4 separate regions of the Sus scrofa genome follow, and all the other regions are linked to region 3. A link is a contact called in public Hi-C data. All regions are on one chromosome and are shown on one strand. Each heading gives the region's core, a stretch centred on a gene start, on an enhancer-like site or on the middle of the called end of the contact. The rest is flanking DNA. Distances are from core to core; before and after follow the strand shown. Region 1 holds the start of POLR2D (DNA-directed RNA polymerase II subunit RPB4). Region 2 holds the start of AMMECR1L (AMMECR1-like protein). Region 3 holds the start of SFT2D3 (vesicle transport protein SFT2C). Region 4 holds the start of IWS1 (protein IWS1 homolog).

Evidence for each region. Hi-C and Micro-C count contacts between places; a contact is called where the count stands out from the background.
Region 1: a contact with region 3 is called in a Hi-C map of liver, with 4 times the contacts expected there. The contact joins the promoter of POLR2D here to the promoter of SFT2D3 in region 3. A contact is called at or near these places in 2 of 5 promoter capture datasets (fetal liver and liver) and 5 of 47 Hi-C or Micro-C datasets (heart right ventricle, liver and skeletal muscle).
Region 2: a Hi-C map of skeletal muscle shows a contact between it and region 3, with 5 times the contacts expected there. The contact joins the promoter of AMMECR1L here to the promoter of SFT2D3 in region 3. A contact is called at or near these places in 1 of 5 promoter capture datasets (liver), 4 of 47 Hi-C or Micro-C datasets (heart right ventricle, liver and skeletal muscle) and 1 of 2 datasets of contacts at active chromatin or transcription factors (alveolar macrophages).
Region 4: a contact with region 3 is called in a Hi-C map of liver, with 6 times the contacts expected there. The contact joins the promoter of IWS1 here to the promoter of SFT2D3 in region 3. A contact is called at or near these places in 3 of 5 promoter capture datasets (fetal liver and liver), 24 of 47 Hi-C or Micro-C datasets (adipocytes, adipose tissue, alveolar macrophages and 14 more) and 2 of 2 datasets of contacts at active chromatin or transcription factors (alveolar macrophages and skeletal muscle).

The regions. Positions count from the first base shown.
Region 1 is chr15:59,478,070-59,481,141 of Sscrofa11.1, forward strand. It overlaps POLR2D (DNA-directed RNA polymerase II subunit RPB4), which reads left to right and starts at 1,562. Exons shown (of 4, transcript XM_021076493.1): 1 at 1,562-1,705. The coding sequence starts at 1,633.
Region 2 is chr15:59,451,447-59,454,485 of Sscrofa11.1, forward strand. AMMECR1L (AMMECR1-like protein) reads left to right here and starts at 1,624. Exons shown (of 9, transcript XR_002339479.1): 1 at 1,624-2,558.
Region 3 is chr15:59,641,868-59,644,972 of Sscrofa11.1, forward strand. It overlaps SFT2D3 (vesicle transport protein SFT2C), which reads right to left and starts at 1,549. Exons shown (of 1, transcript XM_005671832.3): 1 at 1-1,549. The coding sequence starts at 1,093. The coding sequence ends at 434.
Region 4 is chr15:59,821,262-59,824,412 of Sscrofa11.1, forward strand. It overlaps IWS1 (protein IWS1 homolog), which reads left to right and starts at 1,528. Exons shown (of 14, transcript XM_021076423.1): 1 at 1,528-1,851. The coding sequence starts at 1,818.

The DNA of each region.
Region 1 (3,072 bases), core at 312-2,811, 160 kb before region 3:
TAGAGAGCTCCTTTTGGGGACAGCTCTAGGACTGATTCACCTTTTTAACTTCAGGGCCTTGCACATAAGTATTTATGGTTTCTTGAATGAAAATGTGGACAAATCACCCTGTGACACGTTATTGGATGTATTTGTTATCCTCTTTTCTTCTTTCTTCACCTGTTGACTTCTTTCCTGCTGTGTGTGTGCAGAAGATCCAGCTAGCCTTGGGGCCAGCACATGATGAGGTCCGGTAAGCAGTAGGTACTCTGTAAAGTCCTGCTGGGTGGCTAAATGGGAGAAAGAGGCCTACACTGAGCTTCAGAACTACCTCCCATACCCAGCAGCTACCTGTCCCCAGCCTCTTCATCAGAACATCAATCCACAGCTCTGTTGGATTGTGTAGGAAAGCACTTTGAAGCAGTAAAAAGCTCTGCCAATACTATATAAACTACCATTGATTTACCCAATACATCTCTTTTGGAAATACAGATAGAAGGCAAATTAGGAGTTCCCGTCGTGGCGCAGTGGTTAACGAATCCAACTAGGAACCATGAGGTTTCGGGTTCGATCCCTGGCCTTGCTCAGTGGGTTAACGATCCGGCATTGCCGTGAGCTGTGGTGTAGGTTGCAGAGGCGGCTTGGATCCCACGTTGCTGTGGCTCTGGCGTAGGCTGGTGGCTATAGCTCCGATTAGACCCCTTGCCTGGGAACCTCCATATGCCGCAGGAGCGGCCCAAGAAATGGCAAAAAGACAAAATAATAATAATAATAATAAATAAATAAAAATTAAATTTAAAAAAAGGCAAATTAATTTTGTAAAAATTAGTCTTGTCTGGTAATGCCTTTTTTTGTTAGCAGAGTTTACATGATACTTAAGCACTGTTCATTGCTGAGCCAAGTAGTGCACTATGATTATTCCTTTCACTGTACAACCATCTGTTTTCTCTCACATTGGAAACAAAATCATTTTTCATTTGCTTAGTTTTCTAAGTATCACCCAAATATTCCATCAGGCCTCTCGATATCACTATCCACGTGCTCAGAAGTATTAGAAAAATCCACTACAAATAAAAAATTTTAAATGCTTAAGGCTATAAAGGAAATCATACGTTTTCAGTCACCTACCCAGCTTCCCATCAAGGAGAGTTCCTCTCGTTCCAGCTGCTCGGAACCGCGCGTTCCTGCATCTCATCTAATCCTTCCCTCTGCCCTGGGAGGCAGGTATTCTCATCCACACCCCACAGGTGAGTTAACTGAGCCTCAGAGAGGTATAGCGACCGGTCGCCACGCCGCGCGGCGAAGGGCGTACGGGGGAAGAGGCGAGGATGGCTTCTCCCGCGAGGCCAGTGCAGGACGGCCCCTCGGCGATGAGTGAGCCCCGCAATCCCGGTCTCGGGCTCCTTTCCACTTCCTTGGGAGCAGCCTAAGGTCGCTTCACTCCTCTCTGCCGCCTCCCAGCTTCGCCCGCCCCATCCAGGTCCCGCCCAGCCCAGAGGTTCCGCCCAGCCCAGAGGGTCCGCCCACATGTGGGGGCCTGCTCAACCCTATTCGGACTCCGCCCTGTCTCCGAAACCACGCCCCTTCCGTGCTGTGTTTCGTGGATCGGCGCTTCCGTTTCCGGCGGTGCGAGTGGAGGTTCGTGGCAGGTCAATGGCGGCTGGTGGCAGCGATCCGCGGGCTGGTGATGTAGAGGAGGATGCCTCACAACTCATTTTTCCCAAAGGTGCGGCCTGGGGCTTCCCGACTATCCCGGTTGTCCGGTGTGGTTGGCGTAGGCCTAGCTGGGGCTGGCGGGCGCGGCGAAGGGCCGGGAGGAGGGGGATGCAGGCCAGCGGGGAGCGGTACGGTGAGAGCAGGCCAGCTTGATTGCACACCTACCGCTCTGGAGCCTTCGGCGCCCAACTCCGCACTGGCTCTGGGCGGCCTCTTACTCCTGTTTAAGTAATTCGTTTTATCTGATAAACTCTGCGAAGTTCTGGAGGGATGTGTCAAAGATAAAACCGGCACTAAAGGGGTCAGGACCGATTTTAATCAGTAATATACCATTGCAGTAGAGAAAAGAGTCAAGCGTAGACTAGTCCCAACTTGGATTTGTAGAGAGGTGACTGAACGTTTTAAAGAGAGAATGAGGGAATAGGGAGAGGTGAGCGGGGCTTACTAGGGTCAGGGAAGTGAAAAACTACGAAAAATGGGAAGAACAAAGTATAGCATTTGGAGTGAATAAGCGGTGAGATTCTGCTGTGTAGAAATGGGAACTATATCTAGTCACTTGTGATGGAGCATGGTGGAGGATAATGTGAGAAAAAATATATATGTGCATGTGTGACTGGGTCATTCTGCTGTATAGTAAAAAATTGACAGAACACTGTAAACCAACTCTAATGGAAAAAATAAAAATCATTATTAAAAGAAAAATGGGAAGAGAAGAGTTGGTCAGTTTGAAACCCATTTGGATTTGTTAACTGTCACTTAGGAAAATTAGGCTCCTGAGAGTCTGCTGTATAGCACAGGGATCTGTGTATAATCCCTTGTGATGACACATGATGGAAGATAACGTGAAAAAAAGAAGGTGTATAAATGTATAACTGGGTCACTTTGCTGTACAGCAAAAATTGACAGAACACTGTAAATCAACTATAATAATTTTTTTTTTTTTTTTTTTTTTTTTTTTTAGGGCCGCACCTGCAGCATATGGAGGTTCCCAGACTAGAGGTCTAATCGGAGCTGCAGCTGCTGGCTTATACCATGGCCATAGCAACATGAGATCCGAGCCGTGTCTGTGACCTACACCACAGCTCACAGCAATGCCAAATCCTTAACCCACTGAGCAAGGCCAGAGGTTGAACCCGCCACCTCATGGTTCCTAGTCGGATTCATTTCCACTGTGCCACGACGGGAACACCAAAAAATCAGGTTCCTACCCTCCCACTTCTGCTCTGGGCTGGGGATGGGGGCTCTATCTCCAGGAGGTGGCTGGAATAAATAGTGAATTATTTTGGCAGCCTTTAGTTTTCATAGGCAGCTATTTTATTTTATTTTACTTTATTTTGTTGATTTTTAGGGCCACATATGGAAGTTCCCAGGCTAGGG
Region 2 (3,039 bases), core at 374-2,873, 190 kb before region 3:
TTTTTGCATCAGTGCATACTATTGCTTTCTGATGTGAAGTGACCCCAAAGTGACTTTTTAAAAAGTCCTGCCTTTCAGTGTCAGTAAACAACAGCAGGTCCTACTTCTTGGTAAAATGCCTTTTGACAGCTCAAAGCAAGGTTTGTTTTTGTTTTAATTTGGGAGTGTTTCAAGTCCAACTTAGTTCCATCATTTACCTTCTGGCAGCTTGATAACCAGGGAGCAATAACTCCCTTATCTGTGAGCTGTTCAATGACAACATAGCACCACCCTGGGAGCAATAGACTAAGGCCCTTTTCCAGATTTCAAGACTTTCAGCTGGAAAGACTTTCACTATATGAAATTTATTCTGATTATTTTAAGTCAGGATATGATCCACTTATTCAGAAACCAACAAAGGAATGACCTCTGGCTTGCTGCCTCTAGCATTTCTGGCTCCAGGCCATATGATCATCTAATTTGTAGTTTTTCAGGCCTACAGAGGTTAGAAACTGGGAAAAGTGGAACTCAACAGCAGATAAGCACCTCCAGACCTTGACAGGAATTATGAAGACTGCTCTAAATGGCTTTTGTGGAAAAAAAAAAAAAAAAAACTGACCTCTTGTAGATCCCGTTGTAGCTCAGCAGTAACGAACCCGACTAGTATCCATGAGTATGAGAGTTTAATCCCTGGCCTCGCTCAGTGGGTTAAGGATCCGGCATTGCTGTGAGCTGCAGCAAAGGTCACAGATGTGCCTCAAATCTTGCGTTGTTGTTGCTGCGGCTGTGGTATAGGCCGGCAAGTGTAGCTCCCATTTGACCTCTAGCCTAGGAACTCCCATATGCCACAGGTGCGGCCCAAAAAAAGAAAGAAAAAAGTCACCTTCTTATTCTACAGCCATGTCTCTTCCTTCCACTGTTTTGCTCTGCCAGGTTCTCAGAGTTCCAGGTCCAAGGGGCACCAATCACTGTTTCCTCCCTTTTTTGCTGCCTACAGGTAATTTTGCTATAAGTCTGTAGTAGCAGATCTTACTATGCTTTAGTACATTATGCATTCTAGAGCAGAAGGTTTTTGCTGGAAAGCTTCACTGTTAGATATGATTTGCATTTTTTACTAGAGACTTTTCTTTGCTCTTGGAGGACAAACATGTTAAGGATTCCTTTCTGCGTAAACAGAATAGCAAAACACAGAACTGTCGATCTGTGGGCTTGAGTCTGTGTTCTCAACTAGACTGGCAATGCTTTAAAACAGGGCATGCCTTTGCTGCAGGGCCTAAACAGTTTGTAGTGGTTAGGGTGAGGGAGCAGGGCAGAAATGAGACTTTTAGTGCAACTCCATCTGTCACTATAATAAAAACGTTAAGTTGTCAAATTAAACACCAAATATTTGAAACGAGAATAATTTTCTATTAATTTTTTTTAATGTTTCTTGTATTGCTCTCTTTGAGGCCCTTGCCCTGCCAGTGCTGAGGTATCTGCCTAGTCGACCAAATGAATTAACCCTGCACTGTAGATAGTGGCCACTTGAGTCGTTTCTGGGCTGGGGACTGGGGTGGGGGTGGGGGTCAAGACCGAGATTTGGGCTCCTGACACCACCTAGGGTGGTCTGTCCTTTCCAGTACACGAGGAGGCTGGCACTGAGCCTGGAACTCCTTCTCAAAAGCCTGGCCGGATCCGATGGGTCTGCTGAATATAAGGCTGCTCCGAGCTACCCCTTCCTGGCTGCCTTCGAAGGCTTCGACTAGGTGGGGTGAAGCGACGCGAGCCTAACTGCTCCGGGAAAGCCGTGGGCGGCTGAGTGTTGGGCGGGAAAGGGCGGAGCGGCGAGGCTGGGCATCCCGGCTGCATCCCAAGCCGGTACCTGGGCCGCGTCACGGACAATGCCGCCGGCCCGGGCCGCACTACAATTCCCGACGCGCTCTGCGCTCGCTCGCAGAAGCCAAGGCAGCCCGGCCTGCACTGCGCCGACCGGCCTCACAGCCGGGAGCTTCGCTCCGCAGGCTCAGCGACCCGAGGGGTCCGACCCACCGGCCTCCTCCTGCCCCTCACCTCCCACCCGTCTTTATTTCAACCGCCTAGGCTTCTACCCCAAGAGTGGAAAGCAGCCTCCTAATTCAACCCGTGGAGTCGACTCCAGCCAATAATGTGCGCGAAGCTAGGCCACGTGACAGCAGCGGGGTGGTGCTCCAGAGGCTCTCCGATCTCTATGGTTTTGGCGACTAGCTAGAGGGCGTGTGGTCCACTGGAGGACTACCTACATTCTTCCTCCATTACCTCACTGCCTCCGGTGGCTGCTGGGATACCGGAAGACTCGGGTCCCGGCTCGGCTCAGTCCTCCAGCTGCCCGGGGAATACCTCTAGCAGTTCTTCCCTGCCGCCACCGCCGCCCCGCCGCTTCCTCCTCCGCCCGCCCCCGCCGGCCTTCTTCGCCCCGCCCCGTCCGCGCCGCGCGTCCGGCCCGTCTGCGGCCCGCTTCTCTCGCGAGCCCCCACCCAGGCGCATGGCTCCATGAAGCAGGAGGAGGAGGCAGAGCGCGAGAGGTCCCGTCTGCCCCGGCTGCGCCTGGGCCAGGAGAAAAGGTGGGAAAGTCGGTCCGCGCCGCGCCCTCCTCCCCCGTCCCCGCCAGGCCGTCCTCCCAGGGGCTGCCGCCGTGCGTGTCGGGCCTCCTCACCCCGAGGCGACCGGAGGGGCCGGCGAGTGGGTCCCCGGGGTTCGGGGTTCGGGTCCCGGGGCAGCATGGGGGAGGGGCTCTGGGGGCGGTGAAAGGAGGCGGCAGGGCGGGGCCTGCGGGCCGCGTGTGCGGGCGGGGAGCTAGTGGGTCGGAAGGCGTGCTGGGGAGGGGGTGAGTGGATGCCCCTGCCCCGGGCCGCGAGGCGAGGCCAGGCGAGGCTCCAGCTCCTTTCTGCACTCCCTCCAGGAAACAGTGGCGGGTCGTGTAAAGTTTGGTGGTCTCCGGCGCCGCCTGGCGGCCCTCGCCCACCGTCCCGCCGCCCCGCCGCCCCCTCCCCCGCCCGGCGTCTGGATTCCACCCCCGCGGCTCTGCCCTCTAAACCCTACCCG
Region 3 (3,105 bases), core at 299-2,798:
GTTTTAAACGATAAAACGAATAAGAAGTCTAAGAAAAGTACTAAGGGCAGTACTAATTAAAACTGAAGAGCAATTTTTACTGCGTGTAATATAAGACCACGGTTAACATAAAAGCAATTTCTCATTAAATATTTCACAGCGTATCGCCAATTTAAGAACAAAATCTGGTTTTCACAGCACGTGCTATCGAGTATAGCACAAAACGCTGAAATCGAGGATCTTCCGAAACTGCTCAAGTCTCAGTTTTTAACAGCCGCTCAGCGTTTACAGATTCTCTGGCAAGGAGCATTTGCTCCGCGCGGTCTGGGAACCGGAGGTTGCAGTCCTCGGCTCGGCAGGCGCTGGGCCCCGGTGGCTGGCTTGGCGTGATCTCCCGACAGCGAGTCCCGGAGCAGACGATGCGTCCTTTCCGATGGCGCGGGCCCTAGGCCTCTCACACAGGTAGCGCCTTGGCGAGGGCGGCGCCCGGGCCCAGGCGCCCAAGAGTGAGGCGCAGCGCCGTGCCTGTGCCCCGGGGCAGCAGTCCGCAGAGCCCAGCCAGCAGCGCGGCCACCTGCGCGCAGGCGCCCAGCCCCGTGAGCAACGTACTGCGCAGACCCAGTGCCGCGTACAGCGTAGTTCCCAGCGCGGCCACGTAGAGCAGCGCCGGCCGCGACGGCACCTCCTCGCCGCGCAGCAAACGTTCGCAAGCAGCGCCGCCCCGCAGGATCATGCCGCCCGCTAGGGCCAGCACCGAGCCCAGGGACCAGAGCAGCGCGAACTTGCGGGCGCGCAGCAGCAACACGGGCGCGTAGAGTGCAGCAAGGCCGAAGCAGAGCGCGGCCATTAGCAGGCACACCCCGCTCGCCACCAGCCGCTGAGTGCGCGTCAGGCTTGGCAAGCACGTCGGTCCTGCTGCCGCCGCCGCCGGCTCCGCAGGGCTCTGCGCCCAAGTCCAACGCAGGCCTGCGCGGCCCAACCACGCCCCCGTCGCTCCGGCCCCCGCCTCGGGCTCCTCCTTCTCTTCCGTGGCTAGCAGTGGCTCAGCAGCCGCCTGCCCACCCGCTTTCCCCTGCGCCAGATACTCTTGTAGTTGGCGGTGGAGGTCCGCCATCTTGGACAGCGGCTCCTGGGAGGGGTGGACTGCCGCCCGCTTCCGGTTCTATTCAGTTGCTGTTGGAAACGGTTCGGCCCTCCAGCGGCTGTTGGTCGGCCATGACGGAAGGGGCGGAGCCTGAGGATCTACTGTCTTAGCAGACTACTGTGAAGCTAGTTCTGGAGGTTCCACTTGTGCCGGCACTCGGCAGTCTTTGGTACGGTGTAGGCGCCCTTAAGTCCTGGATAAATCGTGGAAGCATTAAAAGTTGGGGGGGGGGGTGAGTCTGTGCGGCTATGAAAGAACTTGAGGGATACTTAATGTATCTTGACCTAATGGATATCTGTATCCTGTTGAGATGTGCAGTAGTTTTTCCAAGATGTTGCCTTTGGGGGAAATGGGGAGGCTACTCCAGACTTACGTGTTTCTTATAATTACGCTAACCTCTATCTTAATAAATTTAACTTTTTAAAAACCTCACTGCAGGACTTTAGGTAATTTCTTTGGAAAAGCTACAGAGTTGAAGAGTTAACTGGCCACCCCCACCAATTTGCTTTTCTCGCATTTTAGCAGAGGCTTGGCAATATTTTTGAGTCTTTCAAGCGGCATGTCATGTATTTCTTGTCCACCGTTCTGTGTTCCTGACATTTCTGGGTCCCAGTTTCCTGACATGTCAGGTCATTCTGATCTTGCTCTCATCTGGTCTGAGATGGCTGCCTCTAAAGCCAATGGTAAGGGAAACTCAGTCTACAGAGTCTGGCTGTACTAGCGCCTTACCACCTGGTACTGGCTTCCCCTGGGTGACCCCAGCCGATAACAACACTCCTTTGTGCAATATGAAGAGGTAGGTATTAATGGCTTTCTGCTGTTGTTATCTCTGGATTTTCAGTCTGTTATCTGTATAACCAATTTTCCCCATTAAATTCCCATAACATTGTCTGTTTTCCTGAACCAAAACCTGGTCCACTTGTCCAATGAGCAAAGCCACTCTGACACTGTGTTGTGGTGGAGGAAAGAGCAGTGTGTTTTGCAGGGCACCAAGCACTGTGTCTCAGATGACCTGACCCAAGAGGCTTTGCTTTTTCTTTGCTTTTGCTCTTTTCTTTTCTTTCTTGCAGGAACAGTACAAATCAGGAGTTCTTGTCATGGCTCAGCGGAAATGAATCCAACTGTATCCGTGAGGATGCAGGTTCAGTTCCTGACCTTGCCCAGTGGGTTGGTTGCTGTGAGCTGTGGTGTAGGACGAAGATGCAGCTCGGATCCTGTGGTGCTGTTGCAGGCCGGAATCTGTAGCTCTGAATAGACACGTAGCCTGGGATCTTGGATATGCGGAGGGTACAGCCCTAAAGAGCAAAAGCAAGAAAAAAAAAAAAGAAACAGTACAATTCAGTTTCATTTTTTTTTTCTTTTTTCCTAGGGCTGCACCTGCAGCACATGGAAGTTTCCAGGCTAGGGGTCGAGTTGGAGCTGCAGCTGTCAGCCTATGAACCCGCATCCTCATGGGTACTAGTTGGGTTCTTAACCCTCTGAGCCACAATGGGAACTCCCCGTATAGGCTTTTAGGGAAGGATTTTTAAAGGTAGTGTGAGGGGAGGGTTACTGGCTGCATGATTGTGCTCATGCACATTTCTCTGAATGGTTGTTGGTGAGGTAACAGGGTGATGTTTTAGGAATCTCAGTCATCAGCCTTCTGATTCCAACCAGTCTGGGGTCTACATGCTGGTAGTGAACATGCAGTTAACTTTTTCCAGCTGATGGAGGTTTTATTACCCACAAAACCACTCAAAGATATGGCTCAGGGTATTGTGTATAGCCCTTGAGGAGGAACTAATGGTCCTTGACTTTGTTTTATGGATAAATTATTATTATTTTGTCTTGCTTGACTGCTTTCCTTTGTTCTTTCATTTTCTCACTTCTATGATAAAATTTGCCCTTTAAAACTCAAGGAAAACCTAGAAGGCTAAAGCTTTTCTACAAACCAGAGGCAGAGGACCCAGGAAGGTGTGGCCCCAGAAAGGTCCTGCTTGGTT
Region 4 (3,151 bases), core at 278-2,777, 180 kb after region 3:
TCTGAAGGGGCAGACTTGAATTTAAAACCTAATTTCCACCATACAGGGGAAAGAATGCCCATGAACTCTCTTGCAAGAAAATGAGAATTTCCAGAGAGAAACCATCCATCTTTCTTTCTTCTCTTTCCATGTTCTTTTCTGGAGCCTAGCATTGGGTTCTGCCAGCATATTCTGACCGGCTAACAAAGTATTCCAGGGTTATCAAAGCTGAGATGTAGCTTGACTAATGGCATTCTGAGAATTCATAGCATAGCCAGCACCAGAGAATTCACATATCTCAACTCCACCGTATGAGGTGGACCTTTCAGGGCACCACCTGAGACCTTATAATAGGCTAGGCATGCCCAGAAACCCAGTCCAAGATATATGCTTTGTCAACTAACAAAAGGCCCTATTTCTGCAAGGCTATACCTCCTAGGAAATAAATATTTGCTTATACTTCCCCTGGCCCTCCTCCAATTAAAAGGCAATAACGTCGTCCTCTTTAAGACAAAAACAATCAAGCAAGGAAATAGACTTCATTCCGAGTATTGCAAATGAAGAGCACTCCAGATATGAAGATCAGTTTGTCTACGCAGGATAGTTTTATGCTTTCATAGGGAGGAAGGTAGAAAAAATTATGGATTGACTTGCAGTCAGGAAATATCAGTCAAGTAAACAGAATATGCTTATCTCTGTATCTAGCTAGTTTTAGAAGAGCAAAGATGTGAACAGGAAATTGAAGGGGTCTGAACCTGCCCTTATGAGCAGGTTCAGGAAGAAGGGGAAAGGTCTTTGACCTTGTCACAGGTAAGCAAGTGGGTCTTCTGTAAGTCTTATGGAACTCATGAAAAAGAGCAGAGAGTGAGTTTTACTTAAGAGACAAGGAGAAGAATGGTACTACTCTACAGTGAGTTGAACAGGTCTGTAAGTATCTTAACCACTGCTGTTTCCCAGGAGTATACAGGGCTCAAGGAAAGCACTTACAAGGCTCAAGTAAGGTTCAAAAATGTTATTCTTCTCCAAGATTTCATCCAGGGGCCCTTCTGGATGCAAAACCCTGTACTTCCTATCATTGACCAAAAGGCTTCTTAATATGGAAATTCAGTCGTTTTTTTAGAAAGGAAGAAAAATGCCTTGAAAAGAGACTCTTTTGATCATGCCACTTAGTAAAGCATCATAGCGCGTTAGGCTTGGAACCACAAGTCCCAGAGAGCAATGCGACACTGCTTCCCCGTACTAAAGGCGGGAATCAAGAGCCTCGCTGCATGACGGGAACGATAGTTAATTACCGTAGCATGGAAATTTTAATTTTAGCGGGTCTTCATTTTTCGGAAGATCCTCAAACAAGGCGCAGACGGAGAGCCAATAAGGTAATATTATCATCTCCATGGGAACCAGAGATAGGTTCCTCCAAAGGGAGGTTTTAAACTGCAGTTTCGACTCCCGCTCTATTTTCCCACTAGTCTCCTTTCCGGCCGTGCCGTGCGTTATTACCGTCGCGTCTTCTCATTGGCCGGGTGACAGATGACGGCGCTTGCGCACTGCATTCTTTTGAGGGTCGTGGGCAGACGCCATTTTGGCCCTAGAGGTGCTTCTGGGAAGTAGAGCGCTGACCCACACGCTTTGCCCGCCCGCCGGGTTGGGCCTCTGCTGCTGGGATTTCTAGATCAAAGGGTTCTACCGCTGCCTGTTGCCTTATTCTCCGCACTCTCCAAACCCTTTGGTCGGGCGGGAGCCTCTGAGCACCGGGCCGCGCCATCGGTGGTCACAGCGCCGGGAAGGAGGTGACGGGGGCGGCGCGGGGCGCAGACACTCCCCGCCGAGAGCCGCCTGAAATGGACTCGGAATATTACAGCGGCGACCAGTCAGGTGGGGCAGGGACCTAGGATACAGGGCTGGGGGCGGAGTGGTTACTTGGCAGAACTTGGCCTCGCACCCGGCGGGAAAAGGGGGAGGCCCCGGAGACGTTCCTTTGCCGGACTCGGCCCGAAGAGGACCGAGGCAGAGCGGGGAGAGCCCGCCGACCGGCTGCGGGCCCCGAAGTTGGAATCTTGGAGAGAGGATTCTAGGGGGACAGCGGTCTTCTGAGTCGGCTAAAGGTGTTGAGATTGGGGAGTAACTTCTAGGTATTAGGCGCTTTCTTTGTGCAAAGTAATAGGGAAGGTCTCTCCTGATACGGGACTTTTTTTTTTTTTTTTTTTTTTCCCCCCCTTTTCAGGAGTTGAGAGTATTTTTCGAGAATCCAAGGGGTATATGAGGGTATGATATCTTACCTCCTCCAGACGTTTCACTCGGAGTTGGGACTAATTCGATCTCGCCTGCAAACTAGTTTCTCCCATTAAAGAAAATGTAGAACACTTATTTGAGTTGTATACATATTTTAGAATATGTATCTCTGGGACTTAACTGGTGATTTTGGTGCCCGTCCTTCACATTGAGAGCTTTCCTTTTTCTCCTCGCTTGAGTTTGTTCTCTTTTCTTTTCCTGTTTACTCAACGAGCTCTCTGTCCCACTCCGCTAACTCTGTGCTAGGCACTGGAGATCAAGAGACGAATAAGGCAGGATCTCGTGGGGAATAAAAACGTTTCTTTTGCTTCCCTTTGTGTCCTAGTTCCATTGAGTATTCTTTATCAAAAAGTGCTTAAATAATTTTCTGAGCGTTAACTACCTTCTTTTCTGTTTTGAGTTACCTTCAATTCCTTATATGACGGCGAGTAGTAATGACAATATACTGCTTTAAACGTTTTTTCCTATGTTTTCAAATTAGTTGTCACTTCATTTGTGTTTTTAAATTATTTTTAAACAAGTACTTCATATAAAGTGCTGAAAGACATGAAAAGTTAGTTCCTTGAATGTTCATTTTTTAAGCTGTTTTTTGTTTTATTCCTGTATTCCTAATTTATGTTGTATCTTAGTGCATCTTTTTTAGGCATTTTGAAATGATTTCCTTTTATCCTAGGACTAGGATTTTAGCCTCTTCTGTGCCCTCTTCTCCCCCGTATTTTAACTGTTAAAATGTAATTTTTATTGACTAGTTAATAAAATATTAAATATATTAAAATTTATGCTTTACTCCTTAGCTAAGTAGTCATAAACATGTAGTGATTTCATTCTTAAACAAATTTTGGTTTTCTTGTAATTGTCTATAGTTCATTTTTGAAATTTATTT